2 separate regions of the Oryctolagus cuniculus genome follow, and region 2 is linked to region 1. A link is a contact called in public Micro-C data. All regions are on one chromosome and are shown on one strand. Each heading gives the region's core, a stretch centred on a gene start, on an enhancer-like site or on the middle of the called end of the contact. The rest is flanking DNA. Distances are from core to core; before and after follow the strand shown.

Region 1 (5,004 bases), core at 1,606-4,105:
CTAGCGGCGCCGGCACACCGGGTTCTAGTCCCGGTCAGGGCGCCGGATTCTGTCTCGGTTGCCCCTCTTCTTCCAGGCCAGCTCTCTGCTGTGGCCTGGGAGTGCAGTAGAGGAAGGCCCAAGTGCTTGGGCCCTGCACCCCATGGGAGACCAGGAGAAGCACCTGACTCCTGCCTTCGGATCAGCGTGGTGCGCCGGCTGCAGTGGCCATTGAAGGGTGAACCAACGGCAAAGGAAGACCTTTCTCTCTGTCTCTCTCTCTCACTGTCCACTCTGCCTGTCAAAAAAAAAAAAAAAATCTTAATGAAGAATGAGATGTGAGAGGGAGTAGGAGGTGGAATGTTTTGGGGTGGGAGGGCAGCTATGGGGGAAAAACTGCTGTAATCCAAAAGTTGTACTTATGAAATTTCTCTCTCAAACTCTGCCTATCAAATAAATAACTAAATCTTTTTTTAAATTGCTTTTAAAAAGCCAGGTAGTCTTTTTATGGGATGGGGTGGTTTCTGGGATGATGCTTAATTGACTATTCAATTAAGTGTGGAGTTCGGGCAGAGCTTGCATAGCGCCCATTTCTGTGCCCCCCCTTCTTTCTAAATTTTTATCTTTTTAAGATTTTATTTATTTATTTATTTATTTGCGATGTAGAGTTACAGACAGAGGGTGAGACAGAGATAAAGGTCTTCCATTCAATGGTTCACTCCCCAAATGGCCACAGTGGTCAGAACTGGGCCAGGCCGAAGCCAGGAGCTTCTTCTGGGTCTCCCACGTGGGTGCAGAGGCCTGAGGACTTGGGCCATCTTCCACTGCTTTCCCAGGCCTCAGCAGGGAGCTGGTTGGGAAGAGGAGCAGCTGGGACAAGAACCAGCATCCATATGGGCACCGCAGGCAGAAGCCTACTATGCCGCAGTGCCGGCCCCCATCCATGTCCTTTCATCGGGGATGAAGCAAGGGTCACGACCTTTGAGCACAGAGGAAGGAGGATCGGGTGCATGACGGGCAGTGGGAGTGCCGAGCCTGCAATGGTGTTGGATATTTCTAGCTGGAGCCAGCTGTTAAGTAGCGACACCTGGCACCTGCACTTTGCACAGAAGGGGATGGGCTTTGTGGGTGGGGGGTGCATTCAGCCGCGGCTCCTCCTCGCTCACCAGCGACCTGCCTGCATCAGTCCAGCCCGAAACACCAAGAGTGCCCAGGTGGAGAAACCGCACCTTAAAATCTTCTGTGGATGGCACTTCTTGGACAGCCACCGGGAACCCACACATTTTCCATATCCTGACTTCGTTCCTTCTTTGGAAGAAATGTTTCTTGATAAGCATTTGGGTTTTTCTGTTAGTAAAATCACTGCTTTATTCTTGGGGAAGTAAAACAAGGGTGTGGTCTTACCTTTGGCCACTGCACGGGGAGTACAGGCCTGGCCCTGGCTCGTGCTGAAGGAGGCAGTGCAGGTGGTGAACCATCGGATGGAAGACCTCTCTCTCTCTGCTTCTCCTCTCTCTTTGTAACTCTGACTTTCAAATAAGTAAATAAATCTTAAAAAAAAAAAAAAAAAAAAAAAAAAAGAAGAAGAAGAAGAAGAAGGTGAGCGAAATCATCTGGTCTGGCCCTGCCAAGCAACCAGAGGTGGCACTTGAACTTCACAAACCTACAGCAGGCTAATGCTTAAGTTGATGATTTTGTACGGCCCGTGAACAATATCATGAATTTCCAAATGGCCCTCGGCAGAACAAAAGGTTCCCCACCCATGCCAGCCGAGCTTGGAATAGTTCCAGAAGGCACCAGCCGGTAAGTGGGTGTGGCAGGGTTGTCTAGGGGGGCCCCTGGAAGTGGAGCCCCTGAAAGGAATGAGAAGGAGTGCCCGGCTCTCTAGGGGACAATGAACCTATTCAGGGAGTTCCTTCTCGCTCCCTCCGACGTCCAGGTCTGTGCGCACTGCCTCCAGGGGAGAACATTTGCCAAGATCACTGTGGTTCCAAGGAACTTGACCAGTCCTTCCGAGACGGCGCGAGGCCACCAGCAAGCAGGCAGTTCTTCAAGGCCTCGAACCCTTTCCCGTGGGCCCCACGAGTGCTCCAGCTCCCGGTGTTGGCGTGCGACTGCCTGGGCTGGAATTCCCTCCCTTTGCCCTTGACCCTTCGGGGCACGGCAGTCTTATCTGTTCTCTGGAAAGTGAAGGGATGGGTCCATTCTTGTTCTCGACTGGCCCCACAGAGCAGAGAGCAAAGGCCAGAAGGTGCCAACGTGGAGCGCAGAGCCCAGGAGGGAGAACAGATGCTGTGGCCAGGTGGCTGGCTTAGAAATTGGGAGGATTCATCAGCAATTCTGGAGTGTTCGCATATGTATTTCCCTGAGCAGGGTTTAATATCACTAAGAATCATGACCGTTTGGAAAACAATAAATAAATTTTGATTCTGGTGTCATAGAGAAATTGGTTTAAAAAAAATAAAAAAACAAGGCATCTGTCTTGTATGTTTGTTTTCCTCTAATAGGGAACTTGAGCTGTGCCCTAAGCGTCCCCTGTCGCTGGCCTTGCACCAGCTCTGTGTGGTGGCTGATTCCTGTAACTCACATCACGGCGATGATAGCCATCAAGAACAAATAATTGAACCAAAGCCGGGATCCTCCTACTTCTGTTGCCATTTGCTTCAGGGAACGGAAGTTGAAAGGAGATCAAGCGCAGGCACCTGTCCCCAGAAACGCTGGGCGTGCCCTGCACACCCCACCCTGTGCCCGTCTCATCAGCACAGACCGCTTACAAACATAGACCACATAGTCACGCTTGGTTCCTTCACTCCAAAGCACTTATTGTCAAGAAGCGCATTTCTCTGATTCGGTGTTGGCCCCTGAGCCAATAGACCTTCTTCCTCAAATGCAGAGTTCAAACTTTGCCCATGACTAAGCACACAGTGCCTACGCACACTTCCTCTTCTCTGCAGGAAATCTTTATATTTTTTTAAGGTTTATTTATTTACTTGAACTCAGAGATACAGAGAGAGGAGAGACAGACAGAGAGATAGAGAGAATCTTCCAACCACTGGTTCACTTCCCCAGATGGCCGCAATGGCCAGAACTGGGCCAGGCCAAAGCCAGGAGCCAGTAGCTTCATCCGGGTCTCTGATGTGGGTGGCAGGGGCCTGAAAACTTGGGCCATCTTCTATTGCCTTCCCAAGCACGTTAGCTGGGAGCTGGGACACGAACTGGTGCCCATATGGGATTGCTGGCATTGCTGGTGGCAGGTTAACCCACTTCACCACAACACTGGCCCCCAGAGAGCTTATTTGTTTCATGCATGAAACTTAAAAAACAAACAATTGACTACCATAAGAAAAAAAATTACCACGCTCACCACCCAAAAGTATGGAAACAGATAACGCAGAATAATTGTCAGGCATTTCTTTCTGAGTTGGCACACCGACATGAAGCAGAGACTTAAGGGATAGGGCTCACGAGGATTGAACCCAACTCAGATGTCAGCTCTGCCACCTACTGGTTGGCTAAGCTTGGGCAAAGAATTTCACTTGTGTGCTTAAAATCTAGGAAGTGAGTGTTGTATGTGTCGCAGCTCAGCAGGTCAAGCTGCCGCCTGCAATGCTGGCATCCTGAATGAGTGCCGGTTTGAATCCCAGCTGCTCCACCTCTGATCCAGTTTCCTGCTGGTGTGGCCTGGGAAAGCAGCAGCAGATGCACCCACGTGGGAGACCTGGAAACAGCTCCTGGCTCCGGCTTCTGCCTGGCTCAGCCCTGGTTGTTACAGTCATTTGGAGAGTGAACCGGCGGATGGACGGACTCTCTCTCTCTCTCTCTCTCTCTGCCTTTTAAATAAATAAACAAATCTTTTAAACGGGCATGCTCACCCCCGGGTCACCGGGCTATTCCAGAGATAAGTAGTGATGGACACACAGCCTCTAGCACAAGTCATAACTGCATTATTATCTAAAAGATTCTAGAATCACACACACTGCAGACACATTTGCTTCGTTGTTTTTTTGTTTTGTTTTGTTTTAAGAAAACACAGATGCTAATGCTGATTTGAAACCAAATCAAACTCCCCCCTCCTCGGTCCTTCCCCATCACACAACCCCATCCCATCTGGCTGCTGAGGTCACAACCGCCTGTCACCTCTGAGTCCTTCCTCTCTCATGCCCCACCTTCTCTCTGTCAGATCTTCCAGTGCTGCCTCCAAATACCTTGAATCCCTTTACTGCCCTCCGCTGCTGCTGCCCTGGTTCAAGCCACCAGCTGGAGAACCAGGACGCACTTGGAAACACACATCCAGGAGAGTTTTGACCAAGTTGACACATAAATTAGCCATCACAAGATGCTCAGAAAATGACTGACTCGTTCACCGAACCACTGAGATCAGAATTCAAATGCTTAAGTTACGCTGTTATCAATGAATTTAAAAAAAAAATACTACTTTCAGGGCCAGCGCTGTGGTGTAGCAGATAAAGCCGCCTCTTGCAGTACCGGCATCTCATACGGGCGCTGGTTTGAGTCCCGGCTGCTCCTTTTCCAACCCAGCTCTCTGCTATGGCCTGGGAAAGCAGTGGAAGATGGCCCAAGTCCTTGGGCCCCTGCACCCATGTGGGAGACTGGAAGAAGCTCCTGGCTCCAGGTTTCAGATTTGCACAGCTCCAGCTGTTGCAGCCATTTGGTGAGTGAACCAGTGGATGGAAGACCTCTCTCTCTGTCTCCCCCTCTCTCTGTCTGTTACCCTACCTCACAAATAAATAAATAAGATCTTTTTTTTAAAAAATGCACTCTATTATGAGATATGGACATCTCAAGCACCAAATGCCCGCCCTCAAATCACTTCACTCTTTTCTCTTTTTTAAAGATTTATTTATTTATTTTAAAAGTCAAAGTTACAGAAAAAGAGATCTTTCACCTGCTGGTTCACTCCCCAGATGGCCACAAGGATGCCAGGAGCCAGGAGCTTCCTCTAGGTCTCCCATGTGGACTCAGAGGCCTTAAGACCTGGGCCATCCTCCACTGCTTTTCCCATGC
Region 2 (5,004 bases), core at 1,419-3,918, 190 kb before region 1:
ACATTCTTAAGCATCTGTTGTAAGGCTGGACAAGTGGTGAAAAATTCTTTGAATTTCTGTTTGTTATGGAAGGCCTTTATTTCACTTCCTTCATAAATGAGAGTTTTGCAGGGTACAGTATTCTGGGTTGATAGTTTCTTTTCTTTTAAGACTTGGACTACATCTCGCCATTCTCTCCTAGCCTGTTCTGATGAGAAGTCAGCGGTGAGTCTAATTGGAGTTCCTCTGACAGTAACCTGACATTTCTCTCATGCACATCTTAGAACCTTTCTTTGTGTTTTACTGTGGAGAGTTTGACTACAATGTGTCATGGTGAGCATCATCTCTGGTCATGTCCACTGGGAGTTCTATGTGCTTCCTGTACTTGGACGTCCCTTCCTTTCTGCAGGGAAGTTTTCTGTAATTATTTCACTAAGAAGGCCTTCTATGTGAGATTTCCAGAGGTTTGTCTTCTAAATACCATTTTTTTCCTTCTTTCAGATGTAAGGGAAGGGAAAATAAGTTGACCATTAAAGCATGTGTGCATGTGTGTGCCACAAGAGCTTGAATCTTGCTGTGATTCGGAGTAACAGACGCTGGAAATTCAATGACAACTTAGTCCTTTAGGGCAGTGAAAATCACAGAAGCGCACGGTCCAGGGAGCCCATGTCCGGCCTCGCCTCCGTCGTGAGCCGGCGGGGGGTCGGGGGTGACGTTGTGTCTCCGCTTCCATTTCCTCGCCCGGGGTTTGGGGGAAGCGGGGACAGGGATGCCCAGTGCTCCTCGCCCTCTCTCCAGTTCAGCGCCCTCCTCTCCCACCTTGTTTAAAAGAGGGGACCACGGCTGCCGGACCTGTTTTCTTGAGACACAGCGCCACCTGCAGGTGATGGTAGTCACGACAACAGGTGCGTGCAATTGACCCGCAGAAAGCCTTCCTGGTGTCCTAAGGGAGATGGTCACACCCTCGGGAGTGGGCCCCCTGGATTCGGATCAGTGGGTATGGACACGGCGCCAAGCTGAGATAACTGGCCCACAAGGAGACAGATGCCTAGCCTCGGCCTCACTACCACCGACCCCAGCTAATAGAGCTCACACCCACAATTGTTCCTTGTGGATTCTTACAAAAGAGAGGAAGCCGGGCGTACACGGGATGACCTGTAGCGTGCAGAACAAGCTCAGTGGACATGCCTCTTCCTTGGGCAAGTCCACACAAGACAGTCTCCAGCTGTTCTTGTCCCGGCAAGAGGTCCACTTGGAGATATCTCCTGTGGATGCTTCTACTTAAAAATATCTATCTATGGGGTGTAGGGGCCCACGCACTTGGACCATCTTCTACTGCTTTCTCAGGCCATAGCAGAGATCTGGATCAGAAGTGGAGCAGCTGGGACTCGAACCAGCACCCATATGGGATGCTGACACTGCAGGCAGCAGCTTTACCTGCTACGCCACAGCCCTGACCCCCAACAGACCTTGTGAAATAGGAATTAATATCCCCATTTTTCAAGATGAGGGAAGGGAAGATGTGAGAAGCCCAGAAATAGCAAAGCTGGCATGCAGGCTTGGATGAACACAGGCACACAGACGTCCAGTGAGACTGTGGCAGACACCGCCCCCTGTCAAGGGCGTAGCTCTCATCACGGTGTACCACTTGCACTCTACAGTTCGGAGAGCAGACCAGCTTTGAAGTGTGTGATCTCTAAAGAAAACTACCCTATCTTTTGCCAGCCACCAATGCTGGCAGGCTGGATGAGGTGTGATAGGGCAGTTTCTTTCCAAGTACCTAAGTGTTGGTTCTTAGAAACAGCGTAGATAACATTTAAGACCATCCTTGTAACAACGTCCCAACACTTCCTTGATGCCATTAACTCTTGGCTGGGAAAGGAGTGGGACACATGGCAGCCCAAGGGAATCCACCAGATCTGAATTTGTCCCTTTTTCCTGTGCATCAGAGGGGGAGAGAGATGGAAGCCACCGCTGGGTGGCTGAGCTCTCTGGCTGTGATCTCAACTCTTTCCTATTTCTACAAGTGCTGAGACCATGGGCCAACAGAATCGGATTTTTCTCTTCTTTGTATCCTGCGCTGTACTTTTTAGAATACTGGCACAAAAATGCACCTTCACTAAATATCTGCTGGTGTATGGGGGTGGGGGAGAAAAGGTATCCAGGCTGTGTGCTGAAAACAAGAATGTCGGACCCGATCAGACATTGCTGAAATGACAGTGAGGCATCGAGACGGGACAGAGTCCAGAGAAGGAGATCGGCTGGGAAGGGGAAGTGCCAGGGACTCTCAGGTTGTGGTGGATGTGGGAATAGGTCCAAATGGAACAAGACACTAGAATTGGGGTGACCCTCTGGGAGAAGGAGAAGTTAAGATCTGATATCGAAACCGCAAGGCAGACGCCTGAAAAAGAAATACATACTATTGTGCAAGCGCAAACTGCCTGCTTTAAGCACTCTCTACACAGAGGAAACCGTGTTATTCAAGGTTGAATAATCACTAGGTTGCAGCTAATCAGCAGTCCGGGGGTGAGGGAGGAGTCGGAGCTCAGCATCTGGCTTCTGCATGTCTGTGCCGTGGTGTTGATGTTATCAGTCACAGGAACAGGAGCAGGGAGGGAGTGGAGCCAGCCCAGTCACCCAGGGTGAACTGGGGCAGGGAAGCAGAACCATCTAGAAGGCGAGTGTCCTGGAATGAGTAAGCAGCAGTGGCTGAGCCTAGCTAGAGGCTGGTGAGACCTCTCTCTAGACCCAGCAATGAAGGTGAGCAATCCATTGTCAGATGTCAGCATCATCTGTGTGTCTGTCCTGCTGGCTCCTGTCTTCTTTTTTTTTTTTTCTTTAAGATTTATTTATTTTACTTGACAGTCAGAGTTACACAGAGAGAGAAGGAGAGTGAGAGAGAGAGAGAGAGAGGTCTTCCATCTGCTGGTTCACTTCCCCAGATGGCCGCAACAGTGGAAACTGCACTGATCTGAAGCCAGGAGCCAGGGGCTTCTTCCAGGTCTCCCATGTGGGTGCAGGGGCCCAAGGACTTGGACCATTTTCTACCATTTTCCCAGGCCACAGCAGAGAGCTGGATTGGAAGTAGAGCAGCCGGGACTCAAACCAGCACCCATATGGGATGCCGACACTGCAGGTGGGGCTTTATCCACTACACCACGGCAGCGGCCCCATCTCTCATGTTTTCTTCCTGCCCCACCTTCAGCTAACCAAGCCCAGTTTTTTACAACTGCTAATCTGCAAGAGGCAGAGACCATGGAGAATCAGAAAATACCTCCTATCATTGTGTGCGCAAAATAGAACCTAACACGTTGGAACCTTTTGAGCTCTGCCGGTTGTCTGAGCTGTGTCAAGAACAAGGCCTTTGGCCGGCACCGTGGCCCACTTGGCTAATCCTCCTCCTGCAGTGCCAGCACCCTGGGTTCTAGTCCTGGTTGGGGTGCCGGATTCTGTCCTGGTTGCCCCTCTTCCAGGCCAGCTCTCTGCTGTGGCCAGGGAGTGCAGGGGAGGATGGCCCAAGTGCTTGGGCCCTGCACCCCATGGGAGACCAGGATAAGCACCTGGCTCCTGCCATCGGATCAGCGCGGTGTGCCAGCCATAGCAACCATTTGGGGGGTGAACCAACGGAAGGAAGACCTTTCTCTCTGTCTCTCTCACTGTCTAACTCTGTCTGTCAAAAAATTAAAAAAAAAAAAAAAAAAAAGAACAAGGTCCTTGGTGTGTTATTTTCTGAAGCTCTCTTTTCTGCTCTTTTGTTCTGCATGGGGCCTGGAGGGCTGCTGATGCTCCAGAGAGAGAGAGGATTTAAGTGGTGAAGAGCACATACTCCATTTGAGGGTGCACAGCGGGGAGTGCTGAAGGGTGTTACCTGGAGGACTGGGTTCGGACAGGGTAACAGGAGCTCCCATGGGGGAGGGCTTTGTGATTTCTCCAAACACATACCGTGTGCCGCACACTAGTCACCGAGTGAGGACAGTGACGAGGCAAGGTCCCGGGTGATTCCCATGGACTGAGCGGAGGAGATATTTGGGCGTTTGGCTGGGTCCAAAGGAGGCAGAGACTGTGCAGGGGCAAGGCAGGCAAATCCTCCACCATGGAAGGGTGGGGAGTGGCTTTACCTGCCTGGAGCAATTGGCACAGGCAGGTGCACAGTAAAGGGTGAAGACACTTCTGGGCGAGGAGCAGCCGGTACCTGGGGCAGCAGTGTGAGGACCTCATGATCTTTGAAGATGCGAGGCTTCAGGCTCCACCAGCCCACAGGGCCACTTTGTGTGATATTTTTTAAAGATTTATGAATTTATTTAGAAAAAGTTACAGAGAGAGAGAGAGAGGGAGAGAGAGAGAGAGAGGTCTTCCATCCACCGGTTTACTCCCCAGATGGCCACTACAGCCGAGACTGAGCCAAGCTGAAGCCAGGAGCCAGGAGGTTCATCCGAGTCTCCCACATGAGTGGCAGGAAGCCAAACACTTGGGCCATCTTCTGCTTCTTTCCCAAGTGCATTAGCAGGGAGCTGGATCGGAAGCAGAGCAGCCAGAACTTGAACCAGTGCCCACGTGGGATGCTGGCATTGCAGGTGGCGGCTTTACAAGCTACGCCGCAATGCTGGCCCCTGTGGGGATATTCTGTCCTCTGGCCGCTGCAGTCCAGGTGTAGGGTTGACAAGGAAAGGTTACCTCCGTGGGAACTGCAAGACACTCACAGCCTCACTGCAGGGGCTCAGCCCCCACGAGCCCCTCCCTAGCTGTGCTCTGATGACACTTACTGCCTTGAGCGTTTGCTGTTCCAGCAAACACGTTCCCACCCTGACGACCCCCTCTGCTCCTTTTTCCAATTTCATCTTAGAGGTGAATGTCTCAGGTCAGCGGGACAGCTCTCTCACCCAGAAGTTGCCCCACATCTCCCTAACTGCACTCACCACAGTTACAAACACTTGTGAGGACGTCTGTGTCCCCCACGACAGTCCGATCTCCCAGAAACCAGAGTCTGTGTCCCTCGCGTTCACTGCCAAGTCCCCTTGTGTGTGC

Evidence for each region. A called contact is a pair of places that touch in the nucleus more often than the background predicts.
Region 2: a Micro-C map of ear pinna shows a contact between it and region 1, with 7 times the contacts expected there. The contact joins two enhancer-like sites. A contact is called at or near these places in 2 of 6 Hi-C or Micro-C datasets (ear pinna and an unstated tissue).

Annotation. Positions count from the first base shown.
Region 1 is chr4:11,644,797-11,649,800 of mOryCun1.1, reverse strand. LOC138849237 (a long non-coding RNA gene) reads right to left here. Exons shown (of 3, transcript XR_011387723.1): 2 at 1,384-1,529. Among named protein-coding and RNA genes, the nearest start is that of IFNGR2, 33 kb to the right of the region's middle. Within about 2 kb of position 2,855, at least 2 of the 8 cell types and tissues checked have an H3K27ac peak or open chromatin away from gene starts, as enhancers often do. A contact at or near this core is called in ear pinna, where this site is marked.
Region 2 is chr4:11,831,360-11,836,363 of mOryCun1.1, reverse strand. No RefSeq gene overlaps it. Among named protein-coding and RNA genes, the nearest start is that of IFNAR2, 25 kb to the right of the region's middle. Within about 2 kb of position 2,668, at least 2 of the 8 cell types and tissues checked have an H3K27ac peak or open chromatin away from gene starts, as enhancers often do. A contact at or near this core is called in ear pinna, where this site is marked.